2 separate regions of the Danio rerio genome follow, and region 1 is linked to region 2. The links are chromatin contacts, called in public Micro-C maps. All regions are on one chromosome and are shown on one strand. Each heading gives the region's core, a stretch centred on a gene start, on an enhancer-like site or on the middle of the called end of the contact. The rest is flanking DNA. Distances are from core to core; before and after follow the strand shown. Region 1 holds the start of pkn2b (protein kinase N2b). Region 2 holds the start of lrrc8db (leucine rich repeat containing 8 VRAC subunit Db).

Region 1 (3,458 bases), core at 694-3,193, 200 kb before region 2:
AAGAGAGAGAAATCTGAGAAAACTTGAAAAGATGAATGAATAAAGATCACAGTTCACAGTTACAATGTGTGTATTATAGTTTGCTCTTAGTTCCCTCTGCAGCTGCCGGACCAAATGATTTACAAATTTGTGTCTTGGCTTTAAAAATCATCTGCAGAACAGGGGTACTGTTGTTTTGTTGTTGATGAAAGACATTTAGGTTACAGGGAGATTAATATTAACAATGTTTTAAATGTGATATGGTAGCAGATTATTATTATTATTTAAATGAATAATATAAATATAATTAATAATTATAATAATTAATGAAGCATTATTATATTATATTAACTGTAATATATTATTAAAGTTAATATTATAATTATAATTAAAATAATTATAATAATTAATGAAGCATTACTATATTACATTATATTAATTGCAATATTATTATTAATATTATTATTTAAATTAATATTAAAATAATAATTAATCATTATAATAATTAATGAAGCATTATTATATTATATCAAATTATATTAATTATATTAATTATATTATATTATATTATATTATATTATATTATATTATATTATATTATATTATATTATATTATATTATCATGCTCTCATTCTCATACTCATTCATTAAGTTTCTTTTTGGCTTAGTCTCATTATTAATCTGGTGTCGCCACAGCGGAATGAACCGCCAACTTATACAGCATATGTTTTACGCAGCAGATGCCCTTCCAGCTGCAACCCATCACTAGGAAACATCCATACACACTCATTCACACACATACACTATGGACAATTTACTCCATCCAATTCACCTATTGCGCATGTCTTGTGGGGGAAAGTGGAGCACCCAGAGAAAACCCACGTGCACACAGGGAGAACATGCAAACTCCACACAAAAACACCAACTGACCCAGCTAGGTCTAGAGTCAGCGCCCTTCTTGCTGTGAGGCGAACGTGCTACCCACTGCATCACCGTGCAGCCTGAAAAAATATTAACTATATATTATTGTTATTCATTCATCTTCTTGTCGGCTTAGTCCCTTTATTAATCCAGGGTCGCCACAGCAGAATGAACAGCAATACCTACTGCGCCACTATTATTATTATTATTGTATTTATTTGTTTATTTTATTTATTTGGCAACCTATTTTGGTTTCCATGTGAAATTAAAATGTCAAAAACAAATTTTATACATGAAGAAATTTTAAATACATATGTAACTAATTTAAAGTTTTAAAAAAACCTGGAACTAAAATGTCAAAATTGCATGCAATAACATGAACCGTCATTTTAATGCAAAATATTCATATAAAAATAAATAGCATTCTTATTCTGACCTCTACATATTAAAATATTTAGAAGCGTACAAATTAAGTTATTATAATTTAAAAAGTAAATAATAATAATAATAATAATAATAATAATAATAAATTGAATTAAAATATGACAAAATTTACAATCAATAAAAGTAAAACATTAAACACTATTTGTGGGCTGCACTGTGACTGTTAAATAGAGTCTTTTAATTTAACTTTTTTTTTTTTTTTTTAGTTTTTTAAAGCCTGATAAAAATGTACAAATATTTAAATAAAAATAAATAAATAAAATAATAATTTATGGGTCTTCTCTAAATCACGTTTTTACATTTCATCTTTGACACAAATCTTGGTTAACTAAACACCCATTCATTCTGACAGGTTGAAGCTTACAAGGAAAAAAGAAAAAAAAAACTGAGCCCCACCTCAGTACTGTGAAAAAAATAATCAACAAATGTGTAATTACCGTTTGATGTGTTTTTATAATTATCCAGCGTTACGCGGTGATGTAATCTGATACAACGCTCTAGTAAATATACAAGAATGATTTAAACTCTATATTTGGCAGTGAACATGGACACTCATGGGAAAATGCTTGCATAGAGTTTCTGATCACATGACTGGAAGTGTAGGATTTGACTCCAGCTGGGAGAGCAGAGGAGAGGAGCGTGTTCAACAATACACGCATTCAAAACAGCCGCATTTCCACGTCCCTCTGCGTGGATCTGTCACGGAAAACCATCGCACTGATTTCTTGAAACTTTTCGAGCTTTTACACAACTGCGTTCCTATATATCAAACAAGGATATTTCGGCAGCGTCATGGGAATTGGAAAGTTTACCGGCTGCGCTGTGGAATAGCAGTAGTCGTGGATCCGATGTGTTTTCTTCAGTCTCAGGAAGATATACGTGCTAACTTGGAGAGGAGCGGAGAGGTTTAACTTCTTACTGACATTCCTCCTTTTTGCTCCCTTGAGTTTGATTCAAAGTTATTAAGAGGCAAGATGGCGGCCGATTCCGTGCAGGTGAGACTTGTTTTATCTAATGTTTACTAACCGCGCGCTTCGACACCATCAACACACTTTAATCGCGACTTCTATGTTTTCGTCTGGACACCACTTTAAAATGTCAACATTTGACTTAAGGATTGGCGTAGTGACTTTTAACTGTGTCTGAAAGGGTTAAATGTGGCCTAGAAATATTGACACAGAAACCAACTGTTGCTTCAATCCCAGTCCATAGCTAAACTATTAAGTTATACATGAAACGTGATCGAATTTATACGAAGAAAGGCAGTCGTGCAATGTTTGTGCTTGTTCGCATAGCTCTTGTAACTGGTGCAGTCATGATGTTACTTTGTTTCCTCAACTGCATATTTACTGTATTTAATGCTATGCGGATCGTTTGAAAGCTTAAAGTGCTTTCCTTCGTGCAAACTTGAACTAATAAAATCAATTTGTTCACTCATAATTGTAGAAATTAAACATTAAACGAATATATATATTTGGCTAAACACGAAATACATGTAGCAGAACCTCTCTTTTGCGTGTGTGGTGAGGGGAAAATCTGGAGTAAAATCTATTATTAGTAACATATCCTGAACGATTCCACCCTGGCAACTCCCTGAAACACTTGTATGAAGCAATGTCAGTATTTGTTTGCCTGCTTTTCCTTTCGTGTAAAATGACGATGAACTTGACGTAATTTACAAATGACTAACTTTACGCGTCAAAAAGCCAGCACTGAACAATGTGTAGCTAATTTTTATTTATTTATTTATTTATTTATTTATTTATTTATTTATTTATTTATTTATTTATTTATTTTTTGGTTTCTTGGGAATGAACCATCAGGAGAAACAATGTTTTTGCAAATTGAAGGTCAGACATGTAAATGGATATTTTGTCTTATGTAAGGGTTTTACTACAGCTTTTGCCTAATTTGATGGTTTTCACAAAATTGGTCATGTGACTAATGCTGGGGTCTGATTTGGATCTGTTTAGGGATTAAACTTTCTTTTGGTGCTTTAAATCATTGTGTGTTTAATGCTTTACGTGTATTGATTAAGGATGATTTTACGCTTGATTACATTTATCTCTGGTGCGATTTCTCTTAGTGTCATTTAGTTGACAAGTGTGGACCCT
Region 2 (3,417 bases), core at 727-3,226:
TCTGTTTCAATCAAACTTGAGACTTGGATCTGTGAGGTTTTCTTTTATCAGTCCTTTGTCTCCCTCTGTGTGTGCAGGCTAGTCAAACAAAACATCCACAATAACCCGCATTTTAATGCTCAATCTGACTTAAAGCAAAAGATTCATGTGATGCAAGCAAACCCACAGGATCTGGTGGTGGGGGGGAGGCCAAAGTCTCTAATCTTATTTGCAACCATATGGCTGGCTTGTGAAAAATAAAAGATTTCAGATGTAAACAAGACTTGCAATGACATGCGTTTTTGGTGAAAACTGACAGTGATTACTGCTATCTATTTATGGTGCCTGTCAATGAGTGTTTTTAATTTGCTTTGTTTTGATTTAAAGAATTGTGTGGCCATTTTTGAATATCTTTTGCCTTCTTTATTTAAAGGGATATTACACTGAAATATAACAGTCTTCTTATTATTAACTCACACTCAAGTGGTTCTAAACTTGAATTTGTTTTGTTGAACACAAAACTAAGTGAAGTTTTATAAACTAATTTTTAAGAGGAGCATATGATTGATTGCAGCTGGTCTCTCATCTGTAATCATTAGTGAGCCAATTGGAATATTCCAAACTCACTATAAATAGCCTGCACTGTAAAAAATGCATGGTTCCACAAAATTCATTCCTGTTGTCCCAATACAAATCGTTTAAGTTAACTTAACACTTTTAACAAATGTATGTGGATTGAACACAAAAAGTTGTCCCAGTGAAATCTCAAGAATTGTTGTTTCAGCTAATTTTAATTAAGTAGTTTGAAGAAGTAAAAATAAATATTATTATAAGTCTGTCTAGCATTACCTTCATTTTTTTTTATTTTTTGAGGAGTGCTCTCATCCACCTCCTTTCGTCCTCAGCAGGGGAGGCTCTCAAGAACTACCTGATCTCGTACCCCCTTATGCTCATTTATGCTTCATTGTCTTTGAGCTCAGGGTTCTCTCCTAGGACAGCATACCAAACCTGCTTTTATTATCAAGCAATATCTAAATGTGAACAATTACAATATTGTGAAGAATAATAGGGTAAAAACAGCCATGAACATCCTAGGAACAGACCGTGGAAGTCAATGGCTGGTTATTTATTATCTTTTTATAAGATTCTTTAGTTCATCTTTTGTGTTCAGAAGAAAAACAAACTCAAACTGGTTTGGAACAAGAGGATGATGAGTAAATGATGACAAAAATATTTTTGGGGAGTTAACTATCCCTTTAGGGTCACAAACACAATTATATAACCTTATTTTTATACCGTTAAAAGGTAAATATTTCAACTTGACATGAAAAACTAGCTCAATTAACAAAACATATTAAAAAAAATGACAATTGTTTTTTTTTTTTGTTTTTTTTTTTTACAAAAATTGTTTTTTCCAATTAAAAAATGATATTTAATTTTTTAAGTTTTATTTATTATAATTATTATTAATAGTAGTAATAGTAAAATAATAAGTAATATTGTTATAATATGTTATTATTATTTTTTGCTGTTATTATTATCAATAAAACTATTGTATTATTGTTTTCACAATTTATTTTACAATGTACTAAAAGAACAAGTAAATCCTTAAAAACTGGCTTGAGAGCAGAATGTATCTAACATGGAAAATGTGTTAAAATAGGGAAACTAAAATATTAGGGATTTCACAAAAATCTCTGTCTATATTTTATACAACTTCTAGAAAAGGGATTGAAGCATAACCCTATGGCAAAATTAGGATGACCTCCAGTTAAAAAGGGCGAGCTCAATAGAATTGAGCATTTTCTTATGATTTAGACACAATTCTTAGAACACGTCTTCAACCGTTGAACAGTTCAACTGTAACAAACGAGCTTTGGTTGCTTAGTAACTTAAAGAACACCGGTCAGGTGTTTCGCGCGTAAATCCTCCTGTAAACTTAAGCTCCGCCCACATACACTTCCTCTATTTGACAGCAGATTTCTGTTTATATTACACACATTTCTCTCACTCGTCATTTCGCACGCATGGATGTCGGTGATGCTTTGAGGTTTTTAAAATGACAGCTCTGTTTTGAGGTATGTATTAGCTTGCAAGTGTGTGTTTGTGGGGTGTAAAGGTGGCGGAAATGCAGTGTACAGAACTGGTGTAGACTGGTTGACTCCGCTGCTGTGTGCGCGCGGCACTGAATGTACCATAATAATGAGATGAGCGGGGACCCTTACATGTGCATAAAGCCCTCTCGGGTAAATGATTAGTAAGTTGTCCTTTTGTACCGACACTTTTCCGCTTTAACACAACAGACCTCCAATGGTTTCCTGCCCGAGCGGCGTTAATCTCCACAGAACCACGAAGACATGATAAAACACCGGACTGCGTTCACGGGGAATATTCCGGTCCGCTCCTGTAAATCGCGTTCTGCTCGCAGTTTACGCGATATCGGAAAGTAAACCTTTGTCGTTTATATATCGTGACCCGGTATAGAAAGACAATGGCGTAAATGCGATCAAAATGACGTCTCCCACGCGAGTGGACCGCATATTTGTCCATATTACTGCAAGGACAAGTGGATGAAATGTGTTTCTCAGGAATTAAATTGGTGCATGGATGACGTTTGATGACGTTGATTTGAGACAGTAAGTAAACACGTTATGCACACAATTATTAAATAAACTGAATTTCGTTTTAACATTATTTTAATAAAGATCTTCAGAGTAGCTTAGACTAGAGCAAGGTGTTTGGACACTTTAGAGAAGACTGGAGACACTGTATTGACTGTACAAACAGTTAACTTACACAAGCTAATTTATAATAAATTATATTATTTTTTAGGTCTCTTGTAAGAAGTTACATACGTTTAATTTTACATAATAAACCTTACATAATTTGCCTCATTATTTACACAATTTTTGGCAAACGTTTATACAATTATTACAATTGAACAGTGTTCATTAAAAGTGTTCCATTTACCACTTGTTGTTCATAATTTTGAAACACATTTGCTGATAACAGGTTGAGCATTTTTGCTGACCTTGATATTCTTGATTCTGATCTCTTACACTTGACCTGGCAGACATGGACAGATGTTCAATTCCTAAGTCTACATTTACACACGCTATGATATAACAATAATGCTTTACTTTAACACACTGACCTACAGCAGGCTGAGCGTACAGTATGCAGACACACAAATGGTTGCCCAACACTGAAATCTGCTGGCTAACAAGAAGAGACAGGATTGGTTAGTAGAATTGCCATTTAAAAATTCTGTTGGAGACAACAAATGAGAACAACAGCTGCAGCTGTGACCTAGTTATGGGGTAAGAGCTTAGACTGAGGTTAAGTTAGGCTAGCCATGATTGCAATTGTGAATTTTTTTTTTTTTTTTTTTTTTTTTTTTGATTTAGGGTTGCGTTGCCCAGGTGAGGCGAAAATTAA

The links. A called contact is a pair of places that touch in the nucleus more often than the background predicts.
Region 1: a Micro-C map of caudal fin shows a contact between it and region 2, with 3 times the contacts expected there. The contact joins the promoter of pkn2b here to the promoter of lrrc8db in region 2. A contact is called at or near these places in 3 of 18 Hi-C or Micro-C datasets (caudal fin, hematopoietic stem cells and an unstated tissue) and 1 of 4 datasets of contacts at active chromatin or transcription factors (embryo).

What each region holds. Positions count from the first base shown.
Region 1 is chr6:27,861,688-27,865,145 of GRCz12tu, reverse strand. It overlaps pkn2b (protein kinase N2b), which reads left to right and starts at 1,943. Exons shown (of 22, transcript NM_001290179.1): 1 at 1,943-2,339. The coding sequence starts at 2,319. It also overlaps a transcript of kyat3.2 not described here.
Region 2 is chr6:27,659,837-27,663,253 of GRCz12tu, reverse strand. lrrc8db (leucine rich repeat containing 8 VRAC subunit Db) reads left to right here and starts at 1,976. Exons shown (of 2, transcript NM_001077380.1): 1 at 1,976-2,057.